2 separate regions of the Mus musculus genome follow, and region 1 is linked to region 2. A link is a contact called in public Hi-C data. All regions are on one chromosome and are shown on one strand. The core of a region is the stretch at or near the end of the contact, and the rest is flanking DNA. Distances in the headings are between cores, read along the strand shown. Region 1 overlaps Gm32786 (a long non-coding RNA gene). Region 2 holds the start of Mob2 (MOB kinase activator 2).

Region 1 (6,902 bases), core at 1,927-4,426, 71 kb before region 2:
CCTGCTGCTGCCAGTCCAGCTGCTGCAAGCCCTGCTGCTGCCAGTCCTGCTGCTGCAAGCCCTGCTGCTGCCAATCCTGCTGCTGCAAGCCCTGCTGCTGTGAATCCTGCTGCTGCAAGCCCTGCTGCTGCCAGTCCAGCTGCTGCAAGCCCTGCTGCTGCCAGTCCAGCTGCTGCAAGCCCTGCTGCTGCCAGTCCAGCTGCTGTGCTCCTGTGTGCTGCCAGTGCAAGATCTGAGATATCGAACGATCTAGTCATCAGCTGAGTTCTTCCATTCTCTTCGTTGGGGTAGGGTGGGGTAGGGTTGGCTGTTCTCACTGTTCACAAAGCACTCCCTCGGATATCACCCTGTTTCTCTGAGGTGCTCTTTCTCAGATATATGGCCTTCTCTACTACTCAGCCAAGGAGGTTAGTGGCCACAGGGACTTTCTGACTCTTCCTTGGCCAATGTCTACTCCTCCCAGATGTTTCATATTCGTGGTCCGCAGCACCTGGTGAAGGACTGGATTCTTAACAGGAAAAAGCCACACACTGGCCACATCATGCCACTTCCTCCTGCCAGCACAGTCCACACTGGTTCCTCCATCATGCCATTTTTATACCTGTCTCTTAGAACACATTAATATTTTCCTTTAATAAACTCATCTTTTCACGGCAAAATAATTCTCCTTTCAGTGTAATCCTTTCCTGTCCTTCTCTGTTTGTGTACTGAGGAATGGCAAGTTCACTGTCAGTAGGCTCCCGGGAGACTCCGGAGAAGGTCTGAGTGGCCACCAGGAGAGGGCAGTGCTTGCCCACCCTTTGATGCAGTGAAGAGGCTCCTCACAATCAGGTAGGTGATGTATGTATGGAAGAATACAGTCCCTCTGCATCTCAGAGTATTTCCAGTGTTTTCCTGAGAGGACTTCTCTGAGCCTCAGAGTCCTGGCCTCAGGTTACTCTGTTCTTTGCAGGGGAAATACATAGGGGTAGACATTATTCACCCCCCCCCCCCGAGGGAGGCTGAGGCCTTCTTTGGATGGTCTGGGGTCTCCCATCACCCTGCTTGGACCATCAATATTCTGTTAAACATGATTCTTGGCACCTCCTTCCCTGGAAGTGCCCAGTCAGGAAATAGTAGCTGAGTGTGCCATGCTGACCATACTGGACAGGAGACACAAGAGTCCAGAGTCCAAGAGTCCAGGCTCAGATTCCCTTTTGGAATGTACAGGATAAGAGACAGGGGCAGGCACTAGAGGAGAAAAGCAATGACCACAACATGGTCATTGTGGTAGATTCTGGCCAGTGACCACTGCTAGGGGTGACACAGGCCAGGGAGGACCTGGATCAGATTGGACCCACACATGGTAGAGCAGGTCAACAGGATCCTAAATCCTAAGTGAGGAGGGTGAGCCTTCCCCCCAGGAAGCCTAGGCCTCAAGGGATGCAAAGAAAGTATTAGAACCCTGCTCAGAGCATTGACCACTGCAGATGTTCTCGTGGGGCAACAGGTGGGAAAAGGGACACACAAGGAGCTCTCTATGTGCATGGCTGGCAGCAGACAAAAAGCCACTGTGTCAGACAGGAGATTGGCTTCAGAATCACACCTCATGACAGTGTCTAGCCATGTCCTCCAGCAGGACCCTGATGGTCCAAATGAGACTCAGGATGTCAGCAGAGAATGTTAACCAGATGTGGCCGGGTTGAGGACATCGGCCACATAGAAACAGAGAAGGCAACAGACTACATTTGGGGACAGACTATCTACTATCTCCAAAGAGGGCCACTGCCACCGTGGAGGGCAAGACCGCCTACTCAAACCTCAACCACTCACACCTTTGACTGTTCACTTCATGAATCCTAGTGTCTCTGTGTCATTGTCCAAGCCTGTCTCCCAGGGGAGGGGAGGAGGGGAGGGGAGGGATGAGCTCAGCCGCAAAGCTACCCTAGCCATCTAGGCACATCTGTGAAGACAAAGGCTCAGAGCTTACCTGGTTGCTACCCTTGATCCACAGGGTTTCTAGCCCAGTTCCTGAGTTTAGTGGGGACCCTACAGGTGAAGTCCAGAAAAGGAACTGGCGGTCTGTGGGCCCCTGCTTTCCAGATCCTCAGCTGCTATGACTGGTATGGGTCTCTAGATATTTTTTGGGTCTCTGGATATTTTTCTATCTTTGATGCTCACAGCCAGTGCATATCCCTGCAGCTAGACCCTCTTTGGGTCACACTAAAAGACAGATTTAGGGTCTGTTAAGATTTATTTTCAATTGGTAGAGTGCTTGAATTACAAACATGAGGGCCTGAGTTCAATCCCCAGAACCCACTATAAAAAAGCCAGGCTGAGCAGATAGCTCTGAGGTCAGAGCTGCTCTTACACAAGACTGAAGTTGAGTTTCCAGCTCCCATGTAGGAGGCTCACAACGACCTCAACCCCAGCTCCATGGGATCTGAAGCCTTTATCTAGCCTCCACAGGCACTCACACTCAGATATGTATTAGAACCACACACATATATATAAATTAAAGCAACATTCACCTCTCTCTCTCTCTTTCTCTCTGGTACATGCACATACACACAAATAAATAAAATAAAATATTTTTTATTTATATGAATACACTGCAGCTGTCTTCAGACACACACTAGAAGAGTGCATTGGATCCCATTTCAGATGGCTGTGAGCCACCATGTGGTTGTTGGGAATTGAACTCAGGACCTCTGGCAAAACAGTCAGTGCTCTTAACCGCTGAGCTGTCTCTCCAGCCCAAAATAAAATATTTTTAAAGTGAGGTGGTGTGGTGGCATGTGCTTGTAATTCCAGAGCTAGAGAGGTTGAGGGGAAAAGAGGACCCCTGGGACTCACTGGCCAGCTGGCCTAGCCTACTCAGAGAGTTCAAGACCCAAAAGAGAGTCTGTCTCAAAAACCAAGATGGACAGTTCCTGAGAAATGACAGCTTAGGCCTACACATGCACAGAAAGATAGATAGATACATAGGAAAGTAGGTAGGTAGGTAGGTAGGTAGGTAGGTAGGTAGGTAGGTAGGTAGGTAGATGACAGAACAGTGGATTCTGTATGGGGATACAGAGAGAAGATATTGTCTGAAGCCAAGGAGAGAGGAACTGGGAAATGCCAGCCCTGGAGCACCTCCATCTTGACCCTCCGGTCTCAGGTGCATGGGATAATGAGCCTCTGATCTTAAAGCCACCGGCTATATCGGTTGCTACAGTTGCTCCAGCCAGTTCCATGGGTATGATAAGAGCTAGACAGACCCAACTGGGGGAGGTCAGAATGGTGGGGTCAACCTGGTTCTACAATACAAAGTTGCACAGGCTGTGTTTGCAGAAGCTTCTGAAACACTGAGGTGATAAAACAAACAAACAAACAAACAAACAAACAAACTGTTTCATTCAGGATATAGCCACAGGTGAGCCGGGGTCTGAAGCTTGGGTAGATTCATCTCTCAGGTGTTAAGCTCATGTCTGAGACTGTGTAGGAATCCCCTCTTTGCCAAATCGCCAGGAGTACATCGCCCTCTAGGTCATTGGTTCTATTGAAATGAACTGGCCTAGTTTTTCCCACTCTCCCCTGTAGCCTCTACCCTCTTATCTGAGATTATTGAGGGCTGCAGATCCGGCTCAGATGTAATCTGGTCCTATGACTGGGCACAGGGCTGGTGACATACAGTATTCTTGGAAACAATGGTGTCAGCATGTCAGAAGCTATGATAGGACTGGCCGGAGAAGGTGGAAGAGGACTTTACATTCTCCCCAGGACAGCAGGAAGGTGCAGCTGGGCTGTCTCCTACCCCAGCAAGAAGAGAGAGACACATAAATAAAACAGTCTCAGGGAGGAAAGGTGATGCCTCCTCCATCAAGATAGCAGGTAGCCTTGATAGGTTCTCAGTCAGTTCACACCTAAGCTTACCACAGAGTACCACAACAGAGCAGTATTATTAGGTGGCATCTCTGTCCCCACAGAGACCTCACCCCTGGAAATGCCACTTTTCAAGTGGGCTGGAACCTGACTCTCCAAGGCAGACATAGCAGAGTGAATGCTGAGACTGTGAAGCCCTGATGGTATTCAGAGACCACTTAGACAGCAGGTGAGCTCATCCAGACTGAGGCTTGAGCCTCCAACCCCCTCCTTTTATTACTTTCTTTTCTGAAGCAAGTTTCCACATAACCCGGGCTGGCCTTGAGCTGACTGGGTAGCTGAGGATGACCGGGAACTCTTGACCATCCTGTATCCACTTCCCAAGTGCTAGGATTGCAGGTATGCACCCGTGATGGGTTTGAACCCTGCACTTCACACAAGGCAAGCAAGCACTTTACCAACTGAGCCATCATCTCCCTTCATCCTTATTTGAGTAGAAACACATGTGGTATCATTGGAGCAGCTCAGCCATGTTCAGCACATGTCCAGTATTTTGCAGTCAACCCCCTGCGGAACCCCTAACTGTTCCATCACTACTAAACCCCACCCGCATCAGCAGACTCTTCCCATCCTCCTGCATCCACCATCATGCTTCCTTGTCTCTGGGCTGCTTCTACTTCAGAAAGATTATGTAAGTGGAACCACAGATGTGGCCAATTGTGCCTGGCATTCCCACTGAGCAACATGTAGTGGGTTTTTATGAGGTGGTGGGAGGGGGGGTTGTTTTGTTTTGTGTTTAAGACAAGGTTTGGCTATGTACCCAAGCTGTCCTTGAATTTGCAATCATCCTGCCTGAGCCTCCCAAGTGATGGAATTATGAGTGATACTTGCTATTTTTCAATCTCATGACCTTACTCTTTGTGGGGAATCTCTCCACAGAGATCAGGGTTCACACTCCAATTCAGTTGCTAGGGTAAAAACTGCCTCTGCCCTTTATAACCCAGTATAACCCAATATAAAGGTGATATATTCCTTTAATTCCATATATATATATATATATGCCTAACAGTCATCTCAAGGTTGGCCTCAGGCTTACTGTGTAGCACAGGGTAGATTTGAATTCATAATCCTCCTGCCTCTAACTTCGCAATTTCTGGAATTACAGGCATGCACTACCAAGACCAGATTTCATGAAATGTTAAGTTCCAGAAAAATATATCTCAAGATTAAGATAAAAAAAGGATAAAAAGGATATGGAGAAGAAAGCTGGAGAGATGGCTCAGTTGATAAAGCACATGCCATATATGCATGAGGACCTGAATTTAGACCCCTAGAACCTAAGTGAAAAGCTGGGGATGCAGGCTCACATCTGTAATCCGAGCACTGGGAAAGCAGAGACAGGACACCCTGGAGCTCGCCAGTCAGTCCATCTAGCTAAATCAGTGAGTTCTGGGTACAGTGGAAAACCCTGTCTCAAAAAATAAGGTACACATACCTCTGGCCTTCACAGGGATATGCACAGATGCACGCATTAAGCCCTAACATGAGTGTGCACATACATACTCATATACCACACATGTCCACACACACATAAAAAGACATGAATAGAAGCATATCCCCCTCCTACCTGGAGGACCTTGGCATCCTAGTCCAGTGACAGCCATGGCAGCCCGTGTGCTTGGGTAAATTCTTATCCTCATGTCAGGAATGCTGTGGGTATTTCTGCCACAGGATGGGTCTTGATCCTGGCGACCAGTCCTCAATGTCTTTGGGTCTTCCTGAGCTTCCTGTGGGCCACTCACAAATCAGGGTGCCGATCTTTATCAGAACCTTCACTTCTTAGCATCTCATACACACCCCATCTTACTCTTAATGTCTTTATCAATGTTCCCCCAAATCAAGATGGCTCTCCAAAGGAAGTTGCAATCTCTGCACATGTTTCCATCTCTCAACCTGACATCCAGACCAGCCTCAGCAGGCTGGAGATTTTTTCAAATGGGAGCAAGTATTCAGGGAGTCCAGATGGGCTGACATGCATACTATAAAGGGTGCTTGCCTAGCTGCACAAACCCCTGGGTTTCATCTGCAGCACACTGTAAACATGGTATATTAGCACACGTCTAACCCGACACTTGGGAAGTGAAGACTGGAGGGTCAGAAGTTCAAGGTCATTCTCAGCTTCATAACAATTTAAGGCCCTCAAGAAAAAAAACTATAATCCTTGGATATTTCTGTAAGTCCATCTTGCCACTTCCCTCAAAGCTCACTGTGTCTAGAGGATTTCTCTGGGCTTCACTGGAGCAGGTGGTTGGGTTTGGTCTATGACACTGTGGTTGGTTGGTTGGTTGGTTGGTTGGTTGGTTGGTTGAGTCAGGGTTTCTCTCTGTAGCTGTCCTGGAACTCACTCTATAGATCAGTTCTACCAGCTCGAACTCGGAGATTCACTTGCCTCTGCTCCCAAGTGCTGAGCTAAAAGGTATTTGCCGCCAACACTTGGCCAAAGACAACTTCATCCCCAAAAATTTTAACCTGAAAATCAGTCAGTCGATTAGTTTACTGTAATTAAGTCCCTGTCCAAGTCAACAGAGAGGTACCTTGAGGAATCTGGCCACTGGAAAGCAGTGTCTCTTTGAGCACACACTTAAAGGACCTGAACCACAGCTGGAGATGGCATGTGCCACCTACTGTAGAAGATGGGAAGTGTACACGGTCCCCACAGACCTACAGCCTAGGAAGCTGAGATAGGTAAGGCTTGTTCCTTGGGAAAAGCCTTTCTCCAGCGTTTAAGACAAAGATCTGTCTTAGATGAAGAAAGAAAGCAAGGGAATAATATCTTGTTCAACCAGGTCTTCTTCCTCTGTCATTAATGAGGATTTACTCTGGAAGTTAAAAGATTCATGGCCTGAAGAAACTGGTTTGAATGACTTGGGATTTGGAAGAAGGAAGAGGATAGATGATTTTTTGATTTCCATCCCAGATGTTTTATTTCTGTGACAGAGAGAATGTAACCAAGCTGCTTCACCTCTGGGACTGAGTCTTCCCTTGATGGAGGAGCA
Region 2 (7,298 bases), core at 36-2,535:
TCTTTCATTATTATTTCAGTTTCATCTCAGGTATTTTTTGCTGATAAAACTGCAACCCCACCCACTCCCAGTGCCTGACTGTTCATGCTATAAAGAAGGAATGGACTGGACATTTCCCAGCATCCTGGAATGGTTCTTTGGGGAAGGTGAATCCCATTTCAAGTATATGACAGCTGTATTACAGCAGGCAGTTGGCCTGAAGGTGTTATCTGTCTGGTGCCTGATATTCATGACACTCTATTGAAGACACTAGTGAGTTAGGTTGTTGTGATCCTTCTGCTCAACTGTGTGCTCCTGCAAGCATCTCTCCAGTGTAGAGAATAGAGAGTCAGCCTTTCAAAAAGTATTCAATGAGTTCCTAGTACTGGTCAGGCTCTGGAAAGAGCGGACAATAGGAGAGATACCCTGGATCATGAAGAGACTTACTCGCTGGAGAGAAGTATCCTGGATAATAGAGGCTCACCCAGGAGCCAGAGGGTACAGCACATAGAGGAAGGGAACAGATGGGGATTGAAGGGGACAATCATGTCCACTGGGGCGGGCAGCTGGGATGCAAATGAACGGCCAGCAAAGCTAAGGGACACAGAAGAGGCAAGTGTGGTCAGAACAGTTCTGGCAGAGGCACTAGGTGTGGGCAAAAGATGATAACAGTGGGAAGATGGACATCAGGAGGGATGTAAGCAGCAAGGGGTGAGGCACTGCAGAGGAAAGGAACACATCCTGCAGAGCAGAGGAACTCCGATGTTCCAGCCTGGGGGGTCTGGATACTCCCAGGTCTGGGATACTGGGGTCAGGGATACTCAGGTCCCAGGAACTTCAGACTCCCACGGGTCTGTGCATTCCACAGATTCAGGCACGCTGGTGGTAAGGTTCACTCCTGGGGTCAAGGCACTCTATAGTGTCCTAACACTAGAGGTGTGCAACACCGGGGTCACTCTAGAGACACCGGGGGTGTGATACTCCAGGATCCAGGGCACTGCGCAATGACAGGCAGTTTGCGAGTCCGAGGCACTCTGGAGTTCCGGGCGTCTGGGTTTCTGGGGCCCTCTGAAGTTATTCTCACTCTGGTGATCCAGAAACTCTGGATGGTCTTCAGATACAGGATGCTCCTGGGTCTCGAAGCCCCGAGGTTGGCGATGGGGAAAGGTCCTGACACTCCAGAACAGGTACTCGGGACATCGCCGCAGGGGCCGCTGGGACTACGCGTCCCAGCAAGCCGTGCGCGCGTCACGTCCGGCAGCGGGCGGGAGCCATCGAGTGTTTACTTCCGGCCGCCGGCGGGGCTGAGGCCGAGCGAGGCGCGGGCTCCGCGCAGCCATGGACTGGCTCATGGGGTGAGTGGCGGAGGACGGCGTAGCGCGGCGCTGCGCGGGGCGGCGGCGAACGTAGGGAGCGTAGGGCGGCGGGCAGCGGGTTCCAGGAGGGGCCGGGGCACGGAAGGACGGCCAGCCGCTGCGGGGTGCTGGGAGGCCGGGCAGGCGGCCGGCCGGCCGGCCGGCGGGAGAGAGGCCCGGTCCCCGAGGCGCTGTCCCGAGAGGCCGCGGTCCCTCGCCGCGAATCGACGGGCCGCGAGTCGGGCACCTGGCACTGTCGGTCGTCGGTCTTCGCGGGGCCTGCGAAAGTTCTTCCGCCCAAGTGACTTTCTTCCAATTTACTTTTGAGGAGAGTGAGAGGCGGGCGCTCCTAGCCGCGCGCGCTCTCCCGGCGGCTCGGTTCTCGACCCTGTGGCGGTGTCCGCGGCCCTGCTGTGGGGTCCGTATAATCCTGCTGGACCACAGAGAGAGCCGGCCTTCGGCTTCGGCAGTACGAGGGCTGCGCGGGACTCTGGAGATAGAAGCGGGGAAGGCGGAGGAAAGTGTAGTGGTGGCACTGTCAGGACGTCTGAGGCTGTTTGACCTCCCAGTGCTGCAACCTAGGGAGACAGCGGACTAAGTGAGCAGCCCCAGGGATAATCAAGAGACTAAGGGAGGCCGGGAGCCACATAGTGCCACTCAGGACGTTAAGTGTGGGTGACACGGGGGACTAGGCGGAGGCTCATCTTATTTCTTCAAGAGGAAGCCCTGTCACTGGTTCCTATCTGCTTCCTAGCTATGTGGTCCTCTCTAGACTTTTTTGTAATGGATCGTCTGTCAGATGGAAGCTGTGAAATCTGCAGTACAGGTTTACTGAAGGGTTAACTGAGGTAAGGGCCAGCACATGTTTTGCATATGGTAAGCTTGGCAGATGTTATGTCCTGGCCTTTAACAAGGTCTCTGAAGCCCAGGGGTTTTAAGCATAGGACACATATTTGAAACCAGCCTATTCCAGACCATTCTTCCTTTGTGCACTTGTGGAGAGGGCCAGCACTTGACTATAACTTGGCCAAGGTATGGTTTCACTGCAAGTGAACTAGATCTGTCAGCTTGGTGACTGAGGAAGCTGACCACTGCTGTATGTGTAATTTTTCCAGGCTCATACCCATCCAGGTGCTTTTTGCTTGGAGGCTGACCAGAAGCCAGTCGTTAAACTCCTCTGTCCCTCTTTCATAGTATTACTATAAAAGTAGGAAGAATGGAAGTTGCAGAGTGAGCCTTCAGAGGACATCCCCCCGCGCCCCCCCCCCCCCATCTACTCCACTTTGTCTTCTGATCCCTGGTGAGAGCTGACAAAGTAGTCGGGAGTGAAGCCATTTTTTGCTTCAGAGTACCCACTGTTTGCTCAGGGCTGAAACTCTCTCTGTAATTAACCATTTAAGTAGTTTTTCTGTCTGGAAGAATAGGACAAATGTATCATCTTTTATTGTGTCTTGGTCTTGGTCTTTTTCTTAATTCAGACCATCCGATATCAATGAGGGGTTTGGAATGTTTCAAGGTTTGTTTGTTTGCTTGCTTATGTTAAAGTAAAGGTTTTGTTAATTACTTCATGTTGGGTGAACCCAAGTATGGGTGCAAGAGTAGAGGTCTCTTACAGAAATTGTTAGAGCCAACAGGGAGGTCTACAGAAGTTTAAGTGGAAAGCTACATCTTTCTCTTAGTTGGGTGAGGATCACGCTGGGACTTTGAGCATCTCACAGCCTTATCTTTTGTGTTCCAGCTGCTCAGGAGGAAGGGAGGCCCTGCAGGGAAGCATGCTTTGGATAACCAGAGCAGAATTTGGCACGTTGGGACTTGATGGTAAACCTGCTGGGACTTTTCTGGAGAATGTTGTAGGTGTGGCTCTTAGCCACCTCTTGTCCTGTAGGTTTCCTCTGCTTGGAGAAGCTTTGAGCTTGTTAAGCAGTATATATAGTCAGGCTCCCTTCATTCTTTATTAGAAAGGGTTACAATTTTTGTGTAGTGGGTGTTTGTTCTGTTATGGACAACCACGTGCAGGGTAACACCCAGGGGAAGCTGCTCAGGATTTGGAAGAGAGAACCCCAACATGTTATGGGATACTTTAGGCAACACTTGAATCTTTTCTGGGGTAAGCATTTAACCAGGAGGTCTGAGTGTAGTTTGAATTTTATCTAGCAGAAAGCACAGTCCAGAAGCCCCTTGGAGTCAAAAGAACATATTTTCTCCTCTTCCCACTGATGATAGTGAGTTTTCCCTCCTGCCTGGCCACCTTAACTGAACCTCTTCCCTCTCCAGTAGTCTCTCTCCAGCCTGCTACTGAGGCTCCCTTTCCGGGTGCACCTGACTCTTATGAAGCCTTTAGATCTCTCCAGTACAGGTAGAAAGAGATGAAACCTGGTGTAGGCCATTTGATACAGTGTATATTTGAAGGTCTACTCTTGCTCAGCTAACAGATAAAGCTAAATGGCCTCAGGCCTTCCAGCCTGTCTGGGGCAGCCTTTAGCAGTCCTGTACTCTGAGCAGTTGAGTGTAGGTGTTTGCAAGGTTGGCATAGGGGTGAAAGGTTTTATCTTCTGGGAAAGTATATCTGGTGACTGACACCTGACTGGTAAGAGTCTGTAGGTTTTATTTGAACAGCCTCATGTGGTATCATTTACATACCACTAAGTTTGCTTGTTTTAAGTATATGATTAGGTAATTTTTAATAAAATTATAGACTTGTTTCTTTGACCATGATTTAATTTACTTTAAAGTGTATGTGTGTGTTCCTATGGGTGGAACCCAGGGCCTTAAGTATGTTGGGCAAGCACCTTACCATGGAGCCATCTTCTCAGCTCAATGGAACATTAACATTACTCTTTGGAGAGCCCTCTGGTTGCTGCAGATGCCCACCTCTGCGAGAGGCAGCACCAATCTGTTTTATTCCATTATTATGTGTAAATGGAGTCATGAGATCTGGTGTGTGATGGATTCAGTGGTAGGTGTCGGCAATGACGTCCGTTTGTTACTCCACTGGACATTGTGAAGAGGCCTGCATATTCTGTTTCTCCCTTTACCTTTGGGTAGAGGTGGTTGTGGAAAATTTGCAGGCATGACTGATGATGCTGTAACCCAGTCTTTTAAAACTGAATTGTACTACTTCCCAGCCAAGGATTCTGAGCCCACCTATGCCGAGGGCAAGGCTTCTGAAGACTCCAAGGTCAGTGCTTTGAGGGCTAAGGCTGGCAGAGGAGGACAGGACAAGCACAGTGGAAGGATCAGAGATCTGAGGAAGGGAGGGAGTGAGTGAGTGAGTGAGGGAGGGATATGAAGTAGAGCATAGGGACCTTCTTAAAGGATTGTGGTACAGTAAGTGGAGAGGTACCTGCAAGAGGCCTAGAGGCACGATGAAGGTCCCATCCCTTGCAGCCAGGCTCTCCAGTGGATGGCTCCTCTGGAAGATGTGATTCTAGGAATAACCTCATGAATAGCCTCTTTCCATGAGAGGCTGCCCAGGTGAACATCTGGGTTGGGTTTGCAAAGGTGTGTGCTTTGGGTCTCTTGTGTTCCCACTCCCTTTTTAAAAAGTAGTGGTCATGAATGCTGTGTACTTCAGGACACTCTGAACAACACTTCATTTCTCTTGTTTGCTTAGAGTATCCCCTAGGAGTTCATGCAAGCATTGCCAAGCTGGCCAGCAGTGAGCAGGGTGAGGCCAGTGTTGTATTGCACAAGAGTCCTGTTGACTGGGGACAGTTGGGTGGTACTCCTGTGTTTTCCTATAAAGGTGTGCCTGAGCATAGTGTGAGGCTAGTGGTTAATATCCTTAGCGGGTCCTTAGTCTAGCTGTTGGCTGGTGCTACCATACTCTGTACCTGCTCAGCAAGGCATCTTCCCAAGCTGCCTCCAGAACTTGCTATCATTGTTGCTTGTCATATGACAGTTGAGAGTGTGCTTGCAAGACTTCCTCTCATCTGGTATAGCAAGGTTTTGAAGGCCAGCTCAGTGGGGAACTCCCATAACAGTGGTCCTGGTAGCCCAACATTTCCTGTATCTTCCTTGCATTGGCTATGGAAACAGAAACACTCAAACCCCACTTCCTGTGTTTGTGTAGACATGCTGTACAACCTGAGGTCCTTCAGCCTAAAGGGTTGGCAGGGTGGGCAGACCCATATCCTGGTGGGCACCATTTGCTCTCTGTTGCTCTGCTGTGTAACTAAAAATGCTGGGGTGAGGTGGTTAGGCATTTCCTGCTAGGGATTTTAGTGCATCCTGCCTGTTGTGGGCTAGTCTGGCAGAAGAAGGTGTGAGCTGCTCCTGCCTGCCTTGCCAGAAGTTCCTCCCGCTCTGTGCCTACCTCCTGTTTGTTTTTCTTCTGCACAGGATTTCTCAGCTGGGGCACACCCACTGGTGTTCACTGTAGCTCCATGGGATGGTGCCTGGAACACGGAAGTAAAAATAATTGGAATAAAAACAAAAGGTTAAAGAGAGGAGGAAGAGGTTGTTTAACAGGGCATCAAGGCCACCCATGGCCTCTCCACTTGGCATTATTAGTGTCTGTGCCATGGACCATGACCATACCTACTTACTGGTTTTCTTCTCTTTGAAGGTTCCCTTTGCCAGAATGCATGCAATCTGGGTTGCAGTTTTCATCTAGTTGGTCTTATAATCCTTAGTGGGCACATCTGTGACGGGGTTATGGGGCTATTTTATAGTTAAGTCCATGTAGTTAGCTTGTATCCTGCTTTGAGCAGCAGTGATTTTGGCTGAAGTATTTCACTGTTGTGGAGTGTCAGGATGGCATGGGTGCTCACTTTTGTTTTTGAGTTTGTGCCTATAGGTTATGGGTGGTTGATAGGTTGAAACAGGAGGGAAGACCTGACCTCTGCCTTTTGCCTGTTGCCATCTCAGTGTCAGGCACTTTCTCTTGGTTGCCTTTTCACGGCACTTCTTTCCTTTCCTCCTTGAGCTAGCCTGTTTATTCTCAACCTTCCTAATGCCTCGACCCTTTAATACAGTTCCTCATGTTATAGTAACCCCCAACTATAAAATTGTTTTTGTTGCTACTTCATAATTAATTTTTTGCTATTGTTATGAATTGTAATATAAACATCTGTGTTTTCTGATGGTCTTCTTAGGTGACCCCTGTGAAAGGCAACCCACTGGTGAGAACTACTGAGCTAGCCAAAGGGATACAGTCTTAGGAACCCCTGAGGGGTTTGAATGACAGTATCTGTGCTGAATGCCCCAGCTCTCACCTTGTGGGGCTGTGTCTTGGTCCTTGAAAAGGCCTGACAATGCCAAGTGGCCCCAAGGAAGTGATGTCTGAGCCTGAGGCTGGCCTTGGGAGTAAGTCCAGGAATGTAAAATTAGCTTAGATATGGTATGACACACAGCTTGGCTTGTCTGCATGGGACCTTGCCATATGACGTCCTGGCCAGGTCCCCAGGCCTGTCTCAGGGTCCTCTGCAGAGCATCTGTAAGCCAGTGGAGCTACTCTGCCACCCAGCATGTTGCCTCCTTAGCCTGTTCTTTTGATGCCATATGTGACAAGGCGGTTTGTGAGAGATCTTGTGTTGTGAGAAAGCGTGAGCCAGAGATTGTGATGGAATCAAGGAGCTGCCAAAGGTGGGTGCTATATGAACAGAGGTAAGTGGCTGGCCTTTTGTGGCCACTTTCTGCTGCTTAGGGGGACAATAAAGAAATTAGGGCATGGTGGATATAGGGACAGGAAAGTAGTTTTAGTAAAGATCCTGGGGTTTGAGAAGGTGCTATGAAGATGACTGGACTTGGGCTGACATGATGGACATCTTCACAGAAGGGCTGCCTGTGTTATGTTTCCTAGGCTACCATATACTTGTTCAGTATTATATAGTCAAGTACATTCTGTTATTTATTACTTTTATTCTTTTTTATTTTGATGAATGGCTTGCCACAAATTTAGCTAGTGGAAATACTTTTGAATTGGCTCTTTACCCCTTGAATGGGGAAGGAGTTGGGAGAAGT

What was found. A called contact is a pair of places that touch in the nucleus more often than the background predicts.
Region 1: a Hi-C map of rod photoreceptor shows a contact between it and region 2, with 4 times the contacts expected there. The contact joins the enhancer-like site here to the promoter of Mob2 in region 2. A contact is called at or near these places in 18 of 39 promoter capture datasets (the 3T3-L1 cell line, 3T3-L1-derived adipocytes, the HPC-7 cell line and 13 more), 1 of 15 datasets of contacts at CTCF or cohesin (CD8 T cells), 10 of 484 Hi-C or Micro-C datasets (Th2 cells, cortical neurons, embryonic stem cells and 3 more), 4 of 115 datasets of contacts at active chromatin or transcription factors (embryonic forebrain, embryonic stem cells and intestinal villus epithelium) and 2 of 9 other capture datasets (adipose tissue and pancreatic islet).

The regions. Positions count from the first base shown.
Region 1 is chr7:142,128,670-142,135,571 of GRCm38.p6, reverse strand. Gm32786 (a long non-coding RNA gene) reads right to left here. Exons shown (of 7, transcript XR_870057.3): 6 at 5,474-6,902. It overlaps Gm39115 (predicted gene, 39115), which reads left to right. Exons shown (of 1, transcript NM_001347556.1): 1 at 1-629. The coding sequence ends at 236. Among named protein-coding and RNA genes, the nearest start is that of Gm39115, 4.0 kb to the left of the region's middle. Within about 2 kb of position 3,176, at least 3 of the 459 cell types and tissues checked have an H3K27ac peak or open chromatin away from gene starts, as enhancers often do. A contact at or near this core is called in rod photoreceptor, where this site is marked.
Region 2 is chr7:142,055,021-142,062,318 of GRCm38.p6, reverse strand. Mob2 (MOB kinase activator 2) reads left to right here and starts at 1,285. Exons shown (of 5, transcript NM_028308.2): 1 at 1,285-1,334. The coding sequence starts at 1,318.